Regions from separate parts of the Triticum aestivum genome. Here region 2 is linked to region 1. Evidence: chromatin contacts called from public Hi-C data. All regions are on one chromosome and are shown on one strand. The core of a region is the stretch at or near the end of the contact, and the rest is flanking DNA. Distances in the headings are between cores, read along the strand shown.

The links. Hi-C and Micro-C count contacts between places; a contact is called where the count stands out from the background.
Region 2: a contact with region 1 is called in a Hi-C map of leaf, with 4 times the contacts expected there. The contact joins the promoter of LOC123148210 here to the promoter of LOC100170656 in region 1. A contact is called at or near these places in 2 of 5 Hi-C or Micro-C datasets (both in leaf).

Annotation. Positions count from the first base shown.
Region 1 is chr7A:557,308,924-557,314,306 of IWGSC CS RefSeq v2.1, reverse strand. LOC100170656 (beta-1,3-glucanase) reads right to left here and starts at 2,059. Exons shown (of 3, transcript XM_044567580.1): 1 at 1,612-2,059; 2 at 402-1,447. The coding sequence starts at 1,696.
Region 2 is chr7A:557,672,661-557,678,126 of IWGSC CS RefSeq v2.1, reverse strand. LOC123148210 (phosphatidylcholine:diacylglycerol cholinephosphotransferase 1) reads right to left here and starts at 3,243. Exons shown (of 2, transcript XM_044567584.1): 1 at 2,630-3,243; 2 at 1,164-1,795. The coding sequence starts at 3,043. The coding sequence ends at 1,316. It overlaps LOC123148209 (phosphatidylinositol/phosphatidylcholine transfer protein SFH2), which reads left to right. Exons shown (of 11, transcript XM_044567582.1): 9 at 108-209; 10 at 294-374; 11 at 497-1,112. The coding sequence ends at 781.

The DNA.
Region 1 (5,383 bases), core at 810-3,309:
GGCGTCACGACCTTGAATCCTTCCGCCAAGACGGTGTTTTTTTAATTGATTTTCTTAGCTAAGTATCGAATTGTAATACTGATACTGTGATACAGATGCTGGACAGCTGAAAGTGCCATGATCCATGATGCACGGGAGAAATTAAATTGATAGGGCCCCTTTTGTTAAAGATGTCATGAGGTTTGGACTTGAAAGCTATGTCTGATTGACTACTGTACCCTTTTGAGTGGCAATTGATGACTTTCGAACTTTTGATATCCACCTCTAATCTGCTTTTAAGTTCATAATGTTGAGAAAGTGGATTACTGGAGCAAAGACCTTACTATAATATAAATGAGACAATACAATGAAAACAAAGACTAGTGGGCAAACAAGTAGATGGGCGAGAAGTAAATGCTTACCTTAATTGACAGCAAGGATGCGGGTGCTGATGAAGGTAATAGACCTGAGTAACCGATATCATATGAAATCCTTCCATCTGGATTGAAGAGCCCATAGTGCTTCTCAGTAGGATCTCCATTCTTCAAGTTCTCATTAAACAAGGCAAAGATGTATGCTTTGACCGGTATCTTTGGCTTGAGAGGAGTTCCCTTCCTCAAAAAGAGCCTCTTACGGAGGTTGTAATTGTAAGTCCTTGCATTCGCAACTGATGCTCCTGCTTGATTTTGATCTCCACTAGAAGCCCAGCCAGTCTCTGCCACCCGGACTTCCATGTCATTATAACCAGCAGCCTGCAGAGCAGCGTAAGCTGCATCTATCTGAGCATCAAACATGTTGTCATAGTGCAGACTAGTATTCGGATCAACTATTCCAGGGTTGGGCTGAAAGAGAGCATAATTAATGTCAATCTGCCCCGGATCACTTAAGTAAGCCAAAAAGGGATATGCATTGACATAGAACGGTGAGCCGATCTGTGAAAACAAATCCAGCAGCGGTTTCATATACACCATGACATCTTCCTTGAAAACACATGCAGAGGGCGGATAGGAAGTAGCGAAAACAGCTTCAGAGTGAGGAGTAAAAAGCTCAATTTTGTCATCCAGATGCAGTTTCTTGAGACCATCGTACATATTCTTAACAGCTCCAACGAGCGGAGCGGCCAAGCTCGGATCGCCTCCCAGCACCTCATTCCCCACAGTGATTCCAACGATGCGTGTCTGAGAAATGTAAGGCTGCACGTTCTCATTCAGCCAGTCAATCGCGACACTCTCATTTGCAGCAAAAGCATTCAGCAACCCATTGTGGACAGCAATGACCAGGTTGAGCCCTGTCCCTTTGAACGCGTCGAGCACGGTGTGATCTTCATTATATATCTTGACATTCCTTATCTTGGACTTCCTGAGGAGCTCAACCACCTTGTCCGGGGACGGGAGGTTATTCGCTATTCTCCCGTAGTTTATCCCGTATGCCCCGACAAACGCGTCAGCGGGTCGATGATGACGACGACCTGGTAAACAGCAAGCACCAACAGTCAAATCTCAGTTCGTGACACCAAAGCCCGTGGTTATTTTGCTGCAAAAGCCTTACTCAGGTGGACAGTAAACTTGATGTATGAATTGACGATCTAGACAAACAACACTGAATTGAATTGGATAAAAAAACACCGCGTACCATGTGAGGGGGACGTGAGGAGGAGGCAACAGAAGAGCAGCAGCATCCAGTGAGCGCACCGGCGCCGACCCATGACCACCGTCATAGCAGGCCCGCCGCAATCGGCCGATCCGGAGCAAGAACGAAGCAGAAGACGGGCACCAGAGTGAGCAGCAGCGTCGGAAGGGCAGGCAAGCCGCGCCGTGCTCGGCAATTTGGTTCCAGGCCGTGGCGTGGAGCCGGGGCGGCAACTTCCATAGACGGGCTGGGGCGGCCGCTCCGAGGCCGGGCACCGGCGGCTGCTCCCCCCTCGCCCCCGCGCAATCTTGGCGGCCCTCTCCTCACCGCCGCCGTAGCACAGGAGCAGGACGGCGAACTTGCCAAGAACGGAGAAAGAATCCGCAAGAACAACACCAACCAGTCCGCCTGAACCCAGCCCAGGACAAGAAGGAATCTCGGCTCCACCCGGTGGCACGTACCAGGCGCTCCGGCTCTACTCTACTCTAGTAGCACCGGGGAGCAGAGTGCATAGCCCAGTGCAAGTGGCGCCCTTTTCTCCAGGCTAACCTCTGCTTCGGCGGGGGGTTAATAAGGGTTTGTTTGCTTAGCGACGAGGAGATCGGGAAAAGTTGGGAGACGAGACGAGGCGAGGCGAGGCGGGGTGGGGACGAGGTGGATTGGCGACCCGACGAAGGGGACGCGGCGGAGGAGGGGACGGACGGAGGGTCACGCCGCCGGCCCCGCGTCGCAGCCCGGATTCGCCACCGCAACGGCCGGGAGGGAGGGGAAAGAGGGTTTCCGTCTGGGAGGTTTGATTTTTGAAACGGAAGGGGAGGAGGAAGGGGGGTTAACCGGGGCCGGCGGTGGTGGTGGTGAGGTGCTCTGTGCGTGCGCGTTTGTCGTGGACCGGTGGTGGACGGCGGACGCGTCTGCTAGTCCTTTTGCGGTCCTTTTGCAGATTGCCCCTTCGAGTGTGCCTCGTGTCACATCTCTCTTCTGTGGTCGCCTCAAATTTCTGAGGATCGGTCAATTATGCGATTTTCTTCTTCTTTTTTCTTGGGAAATTATGCGTTTTTCTTTTTCTCCTTTATAGAATCTGAATGTTTTTTCTTTTTCACCTAAAGGATCGGTCAATTATGCTCACATGCATGCACATATGCTCATAAGCCTGCTTCACCTGTATAATGTCGGCATGGTTTTAGGTGAAATGTCTTATGAAATGCGTGTGCTTATGAAGAGGGTATGGGTTCAAACTTCACCAAGAACACGATGTAATTTTGGCGGGCGTGTTACCGTTATCGGTATTGTTGTGTGTGCTTAAAGAAAGTTGTAAGATGCATATATAACCCCCGATGGGGTCCATCGCTGCGACATGCGGAGCTAGTAGATCATTTAATTATATATATATTGTCTAACAGCATTTTACATAAAAAATTAAAGTTGCAGCGACGAAAAAGTTGCAACGCGGATGCAACTAGAGCTTACAGTTCGAAGAGAAACAGCGACTGTTTTGCAATGTTTCTATCAAAAAAAAAGTACCTAGGTAACCAACTCGATGACGTGTTGATCAACTAATCAAAGGTTAGTGATCGTGCGGCTAGCATCAACTTCTTTTGTTTCTTTGCTGTTTCTACTTTGTGCTGTATGCTCGCCTTTTTTTGCAAGGCCTTCTTTTTAGATGTAAGTTGCCATCCCGTGGTGAGGTGCTGCTTTAAGCTGTGGGTTGTGGTCATCACATTCACACACCTAAAGTTCCTTCTCAACAAGTGGCAAAAAAGACTTGCTGATTGGCTTAACATATGAAAAGGATACAAATGAGGAAAAACATCTGCATATTCTCGTCCTTTCCCATTCACCAATATAGGACACCATAAGAAATTGCTATTGTTACTTTCTCGAGTGTTTGTTGAACCCCAAGACATCTTAAAACGTCCTTTTAAGTAGGATGGGAATTTATTTTATTTTATCTTTTCAAGGAGTATTAGAAATGCCGATTTGTATATTATAGATACAGTCATGGAGTAGTGTTTTTTTAAGCGAAAGTTTTATTGATTGAAGATATGCTTACAATCCAATTTGAGGAGCTCACCGATGCAAGTTAAAACTAGGATGCCAATCGTCAAACCGAGGGATGGACATTCATCTTGCCAGTTGAGCTCGTTCATGAGCAACGAAAATCACAACCTCTCGAGACATCGGTGGTGAATGCCTTCTTCTCGTTTGTGTGTCATGTCTACGTAGGGCCCTGTGTACAATCGTGTTAGATGATCGTAGTCTTGTGGGCGGGTTTTTGCTAATTAACCGGTCAATTCTTCTTTACGGTAATAATAATTCGGCTCGCTTCAGTGTTTGTAGTCGTCGTTGGGTGGTCTATGAATCTGGATATACTTTTTATTATTTTTGGTGTTCGTTGTACTACCATGATTGAAGATGAATAGATCGACATTTTCAGCAAAAAAAAATGACAGGGTTTTTTTATCATGTTTCGAAACAAAACAATCTCGCATACGAGTACCTTTTTTGTTCGAAAACGTAAAACAGAATATTTGGAGAGCTCGGGGGGCGGAACAGAAAAGGGCGGAAGCACCACGCGTTTGGTCCTGCGCTCATCCTGCGTATCAGCTGCAGCTGCAGGCCGACCGGTGTGGCTCCGTGCGTAAGCACTCGCGAAAAACCCTAGCTGGCTAGTCGACCGGCCGGCTGTTTTGTTTGATGCCTTGACAACGACCATATTCTGCCTTTGCCTTTGCACCGTACCGCGACGCAAAGAAAGCTTTCGCCACGCCCGCACGGTCACGGAGGGGGGGCCCGGACGTGACGTCGACACGATCACGTTGGAATCAGCAGTGGCATGGAGGAAGGTACAGTGGGGAATCAATCATCACGGCGTGATCATCAAAGATGAGGGAGCTCTGCATCCTCTCCGTGGTGACACAGAAAAAAAAATGTTGTAGGCATCGCATCTGGTCTGAAGAAGAAAAAGGTTGGGTAGAGGAATCAGCACGATTTTATGATGGCGCCTCGAATTTCTTCTGGGATTCATGCGGTTAGTGGATTTCACTGTCAAGTAGCAGGAGTAGTTTTCATAGATACACACATTCTGCAGAATCCTGTGTAGTCCTACTTTTCAGCTTCTTGAAGCTTCCAAGCTCCTCCATCCGGCGCTGGACGCCCACTACACTGCACACACTGTGATCGGCTGTTGAGACTTAAACATCATCGACCCCATAATCGGACGATCTACCGCTCAAATCACACCCGCCGTGCCGGGCAGATATATAACTACAAGCCTACAATAATGGCACGGACAAGATTCCCCTTTCTCCAGGCCACGAACGCTGTCACGAAGGCGACGTCGTCTCCCTGCCCAACCGTCCAAACGCGTCGAAGTTAACTTTTATTTAGCACCATGCATGCATGAGATAGACTATCACTATTAATAATACTCCTCTAATGAGAGTGACACGCTATATTTTGGCCATGCTTAGTTCAAAGGTAGCATCAGGCCAGCGCGAAAACGCAATCAGTCAATGCCTTTCTGCATCAGCCGGTCACCCCCATGACTCGGACTCGACTCCTGTCTTTGCGAACCAGATCATCCTGCTTGCCTCTTTTCATTTTTTGCGTCGGACGATACATCGAAATTAGAGCGATCAGACGCGGTTCCACGGAGAAAAGAAGGCCCTTTCCAACAGATTACATATATAATCAGAGGCATACCTTGGACCAAAAAGGTATTGCTTTATGAAATTTTATTCAGGCATACCAAAGCTGTGTGGACACCAAATTGGCT
Region 2 (5,466 bases), core at 1,994-4,493, 360 kb before region 1:
GTGACAGGGACAAGAACCGTTTTTTTAGAAAGCTAAATATTTGCATAAGATCTGCATGTTGTGTACGCTAGTCCATATTTATGATGCTATCTGTTGTTGGATTGCAGATTTTGACTGCAATATCTGCTGTCGATGAACTAAATTACCCTGAAAAGGCCGAGACCTATTATATTGTGAATGCTCCATATATATTCTCAGCGTGTTGGAAGGTATCATGCCTAAGATTTTCATTGTACCAGTAATTTAGTAATTTTTGTTTCGAAGACCCAATAGTAATTTGATTTTGTTACTAGGTTGTGAAACCTCTACTGCAAGAGAGGACAAGAAAGAAGGTCCATGTTTTGAGTGGTCGTGGGAAAGATGAGCTCCTAAAGGTAAGATTACTTGCTAGTGCTATTTTCATCACTCGTTGCTCATCAAGACATTACTGCACTCTAATTAAGCAAGAGAGATAAGAGAATGAGACCTCCATGGACCATTTATTTGGACTATGCAGATTATGGACCATTCCTCCATCCCCCATTTCTGTCGACGAGAGGGTTCATCAAAAGCTTCGTTGAGCAGCATCGATGACTGCTTCTCGCTCGACCACCCTTTCCACCAAGAGCTCTACCATTACATCGAGCAGCAGGCGCTGAATCAGGAACTCATCAAGCAGGGTTCTTTGCACGTAGACATCCCCGATCAAGACCCCGATGACGCCATGATTGTGGAGGTCATCCAGGCCGAGTTTCACAAGCTCGGTGAACAGAATGGGTCTGCCGATGGCGACCAAAAATAACGGTGTCCGTGATGTCAGCGGTGTGGCACGACAGATGTGTGTTGCTGTGATGAAACTGATGATCCATTTCGGTGTTTGCGATGTTTGCTTGACCAGCCTGCTGTTGTTTGTGGGGTGACCAGTTCCATGGTGCAAGACTGAGGTAGAAGAAGCAACCGATGTATACTAGATAGAAATAACCACCTATTCACCTGTTGTATACTTTGGCAATGTGCTGTCATATGTATGTCCTCTAAGCTAGGAGTAAATCATCCTGTAACATGGATGCAAAAATAATCTTGAGAGTACCATCCTTCAATCAGAAATAAATGGTGCATCTTGACCTTTGCCATCTGTTGCCACTTCCCAGCTTGGTTCCTGTGCTGATTCCTGTCTTGTGATGTACTTTAAGCTTCTGATACTTGCATTTCAGAAGATGTTGCAACTTAACTTACAAAGGACAAACACAGTTACACAATTACATATCAGTAAGTAGCATTCTAAAAAATGACTTGGATCGTCCAGTCCACTGCAATTCCACGGCCATTGATAGCCCTATGATGTAAGCTTCTGTGAGACGAGAGCCTTCTGGCAGCTGCTGCAGCAACGGTTGTCGCCGCTGTCGATGTTCTTGCTGTCCAGGTACCAGCCGGCGAGCATGTCGAAGACGAGACCAGCGCCGACACCGACGGCCAGGTCAATGGTGTAATGCCCTCTGCACGCAAGCAGCCTGACGAACTGCAGCAGGTTGAGCGTGTCGTAGAGCACCGCCAGCCTGCGCCGTCCCACGCGGCGCATGTCGATGGACGCGATCACCGCTCCGGCGACGTGCCCAGAATAGAAGAGGAAAAAGGACACGTTCCCCACGGGGAAGTCCATCCCGGAGCCCAGGAACTCCGCCGGCAGGGGCAGCTGCGTGGAGCACCCGAGCAGGCCACGGCAGGTGAACATCATGAGCGTGGCGATGGCGGCACGCGGCCGCTGCTCGGCGAGGACGGCCCACAGGATGTATGCGGCCTGCATCGCGACGAACACCTGCACATGAGAGGGTCGCATGTCACATTCAGCATGGATTCCGTCATGGCAACACTAGCAACTAGTGGCAATTGGAGCGGGGACCGGGTAGCTATCTAGCCAGATGCAGTATCTTATCAGGAAATCCATGGGTATGTGGAGAATGCATGACGATGATATTCTTGATCTTATCCGAAAAGTTGGATGGTAGTGGTTTTAGGGTGAGCTAGCTCACCCAACACCATTCATCAGTTTCTTGGTCCTTTGCTTTATGGCTACCAGCTAGTTTTGCTTCCCTCACCACCCGGAGCGAGGAAACAATTCACAAAGATTCACTTGTTGTCACAATACCAGAGCCTAGACATCATCATTCCTATAATTAAAGCAAGAGATGTTGATGTGCAACTGCCACCGATGCGTATTAAATTTTTTATCAATTGTATAAATAGGAGTGTACTAGTTCAAACTGGGATTAAACTGCTCCGCCGACAGCGGGTGTGAAAGTTCTACGGAAAATTTAGATGCAGGAGGTGGCAATGGTATGTTCGTGTAAAATGTGAGACAAATTGCATCTACAAAATACGAAAAGGAGAGCAAACTCTGCACGAAAAGACAAATGGTTACGTGAAATTCGTGAGCCTGTTCAGTTTCCACTTTCTGGTGTGCGTGGCTACAATGTAGCCTGTTCTGCTCAACGGAAAGCGCTGGTTGCCTTCACGTTTGGTCGATGAGAGGGTAACATCAAGAGGTCAAAAAGCAAAAGGGGAAAAATTGCTGGTGGAGCAGATGGGCAGATCGGCAGGAGCTAGGTTCATTCGCCGATCAGATCTAGGCATGGCAGGGAAGTGCGCTCACCGTGTTGAGCGCAGCGAGGAGCGAGTTGAGCCAGGGGCGGGCGGCGATCCCGGCGTGCATGGCGGCGGTGGCGTGGAAGCCGAGGTCGAGCGGCGGCGCGGCGGCGGGGACCATGGGGATGGTGTACTCCACGCCCATGAAGAGCAGCAGCCCGCACGCGAACAGCGCCGGCAGCGGGTGCCGCCGCAGGATGCCGGCCACCCCGGACGGCGACAGCCAGTCCATCGGCCTCCTCCCGCCCGCCAGCCTCTCGCCGCCAGCGCCGTCCCCCATCGCGGCGCCGTCGGCCGGCAGCGGGTGGACCTTCTTGCCCTTGCCCGCGCGGCGGCGCGCGTCCGGCCCCGCGTGGCCGTTCGCGGCGGAGGCGGTGGCGGCGACCCGGTCGTTCGCGGCGGTCAGGCTGGGCGGCGGCATGCGCGCGAGGACGCGTCGGCTGGCCGCGGGGCGCGTGGGCGGTGGGCCGTTTTCAGCGCGGGTGCGCGTGCGCGCGCGTGAGTGACGCGGTCGGTGGTGGGAATTTTCTCTTTTCTTTCGTCCGATTGGATTGGCGGATTTCCCACCTTGAGATTCGCGGTGCTTTTGTAAGCGTTTTTTTCTCTCCGACGGCTGCGGCGCGTGGCGGAGGTCCCGAGGAAAGAGAGAGAGGCGGGTGTTTAATGCAGAGGCCCGGCGGTTTAATACTAGCCACAATAGGTAGTACTCTCTCTCTTCCTAAATATTTGTCATTTTAGAGCCTGCGAACACGTCCGGAGTTAAAGCATCTCCAGCCGTTGGTCCAGGTGGCTCCAAAAATCGCCGCCTGGTGGCGAACCGGCGCTAAAATCGGCCACAGGGTAATTGGGTTCCCAGCCGACGCCCCCAGGTCGGCCCCGTGCGCCTGTTTTAAACTTTTTTGAATATTAATTCGACTAAAATTCGGCAAATAGGACAAAATATTCGGCGAAACAGTAATACTCCGGCGAACTGAAATAGCTTTTTACATAGATAAAATACTTAGAAAAAAATACACAAGAGGCCGCGACTACGGGCCGAATAACACGCTGAGAGAGGCGAAGTCGCCACCGTCGCTGTCGCCGTCGTTGTCCTCGTCGTCCTTCTCCTCCTTCACGCGGCCGCCCTTGCTGGACCCCTGCCCGGGGTCGCCCCGGCGGACCGGTGGAGGCGCGTCGTCGTCGTTGTTGTTGTCGAGGACAATGACGCCTCCCTCGTCGCGGCCACGGCGCCGAGCGACGAACTGGCGAGGCGTTGGCGCTCCAGCTCCGTCCGCGCCCACTTCAAGGCCGACGTGTCGTCGAGCTCCGTCTTCACGGCAGCGAGCCATGGCTTCGTCTTCACGGCGGCGAGACCCGACTCCGTCTTCGGCTTGACGACGCGGGGAGGAGCCGAGGAGGAGGCACGCCCGCCCTCATTGATGACGATGCCGGCGTTGCGGGTGCGCCGGTCGAGCGGCGTCATTGCGGGCTCGGGCTCGGCCTTGGCCTTGACGCTGAACAGCGCCGTCGACCCGGAGGAGTGAGAGAAGGAGCGGGAGGAGGAAGAGGAGGAGCCAGCCCTCCTCGGCATCGATTGGCCGCCGCTCCGGCGGGGGACCGGGGCGGCAGGGTACGTCAACGGCGGCTCGTTGCCGCCCTCGAGATGCTGGAGGACGGCGTGGAGCGTGCGGCCGGGGGTGCCACACCACAGGCGGCGGTCGTCGCTGTTCTTGGTCCCTCGCACCCCTAACGCGTTGTTGGTGGAGGCCAGCCGCTGCACCTGCCGGCGCTGGAAGTAAGCTACCCACACCTCGTGGTTGCCGGCGGCGTACTGCGGGAGGGCCCGCTGCTCCTCCGTCAGCGACGCCCGCACGCGGTCGACCTCGTCGGCGAAGTAGTCGGCGCGCGTGGTGACGTCGGGCAGCGAGGGGATGGGGACGCCACCGGCGCTGAGCTTCCACCGCCCCGGGGCGCGCATGTCGGGAGGCGTCGGGACGTTGGCCTAGAACACCAAGTGGGCTTCCCACTTGTGGAACGAGTGGCTGCCGAAGGCATTGGCCACCGCCCCATCGCTAGGGAACCTCTCGCCCATCGTGGCGGCTGGGCATGGGGAGAGAGGGGAGGAGCATCGGCGACGGTTACGCACGGGGAGAGAGAGGAAGAGCTCGGCGGCTGTGGGCGGGGTGTGGCCACAAGCGAGGGGAGGCGCTACTTTATAGCGGCCGAGGGTGGGCGCCGTGTGTATGCGTGGCGGGAGGGGGCGTTGTTGCGCCGCCCATGAAGAATCAATGGAAGGCTGACTGGCGGCGGCCTTGGCATTGATTTCCCGCGGGAAACCGAGATGGGGGTCGCTGACTCGGTGGGCCTATGACGCCCCTGATTCAATCGTACACTAATCATACACGTAAATGTGTACGATCAAGATCAAGGACTCACGGGAAGATATCACAACACAACTCTAGACATAAATTAAAATAATACAAGCTTTATATTACAAGCCAAGGGCCTCGAGGGATCGAATACATAAGCTTGAATACACAAGAGTCAGCGGAAGCAACAATATCTGAGTACAGACATAAGTTAGACAAGTTTGCCTTAAGAAGGCTAGCACAAAAGCAACAACGATCGAAAAGGCAAGGCCTCCTGCCTGGGAGCCTCCTAACTACTCCTAGTCGTCGGCGGTCTCCACGTAGTAGCAGGCATCGGCAGTGGCATCTGGCTCCTGGGCTCCGACATCTGGTTGCATCAACCGGAAAGGAGAAGAAAGGGGCAAAAGGGGGAGCAAAGCAACCATGAGTACTCATTCCAAAGTACTCGCAAGCAAGGATCTACACTACATATGCATCGGTATCAATGAAAAGGGGT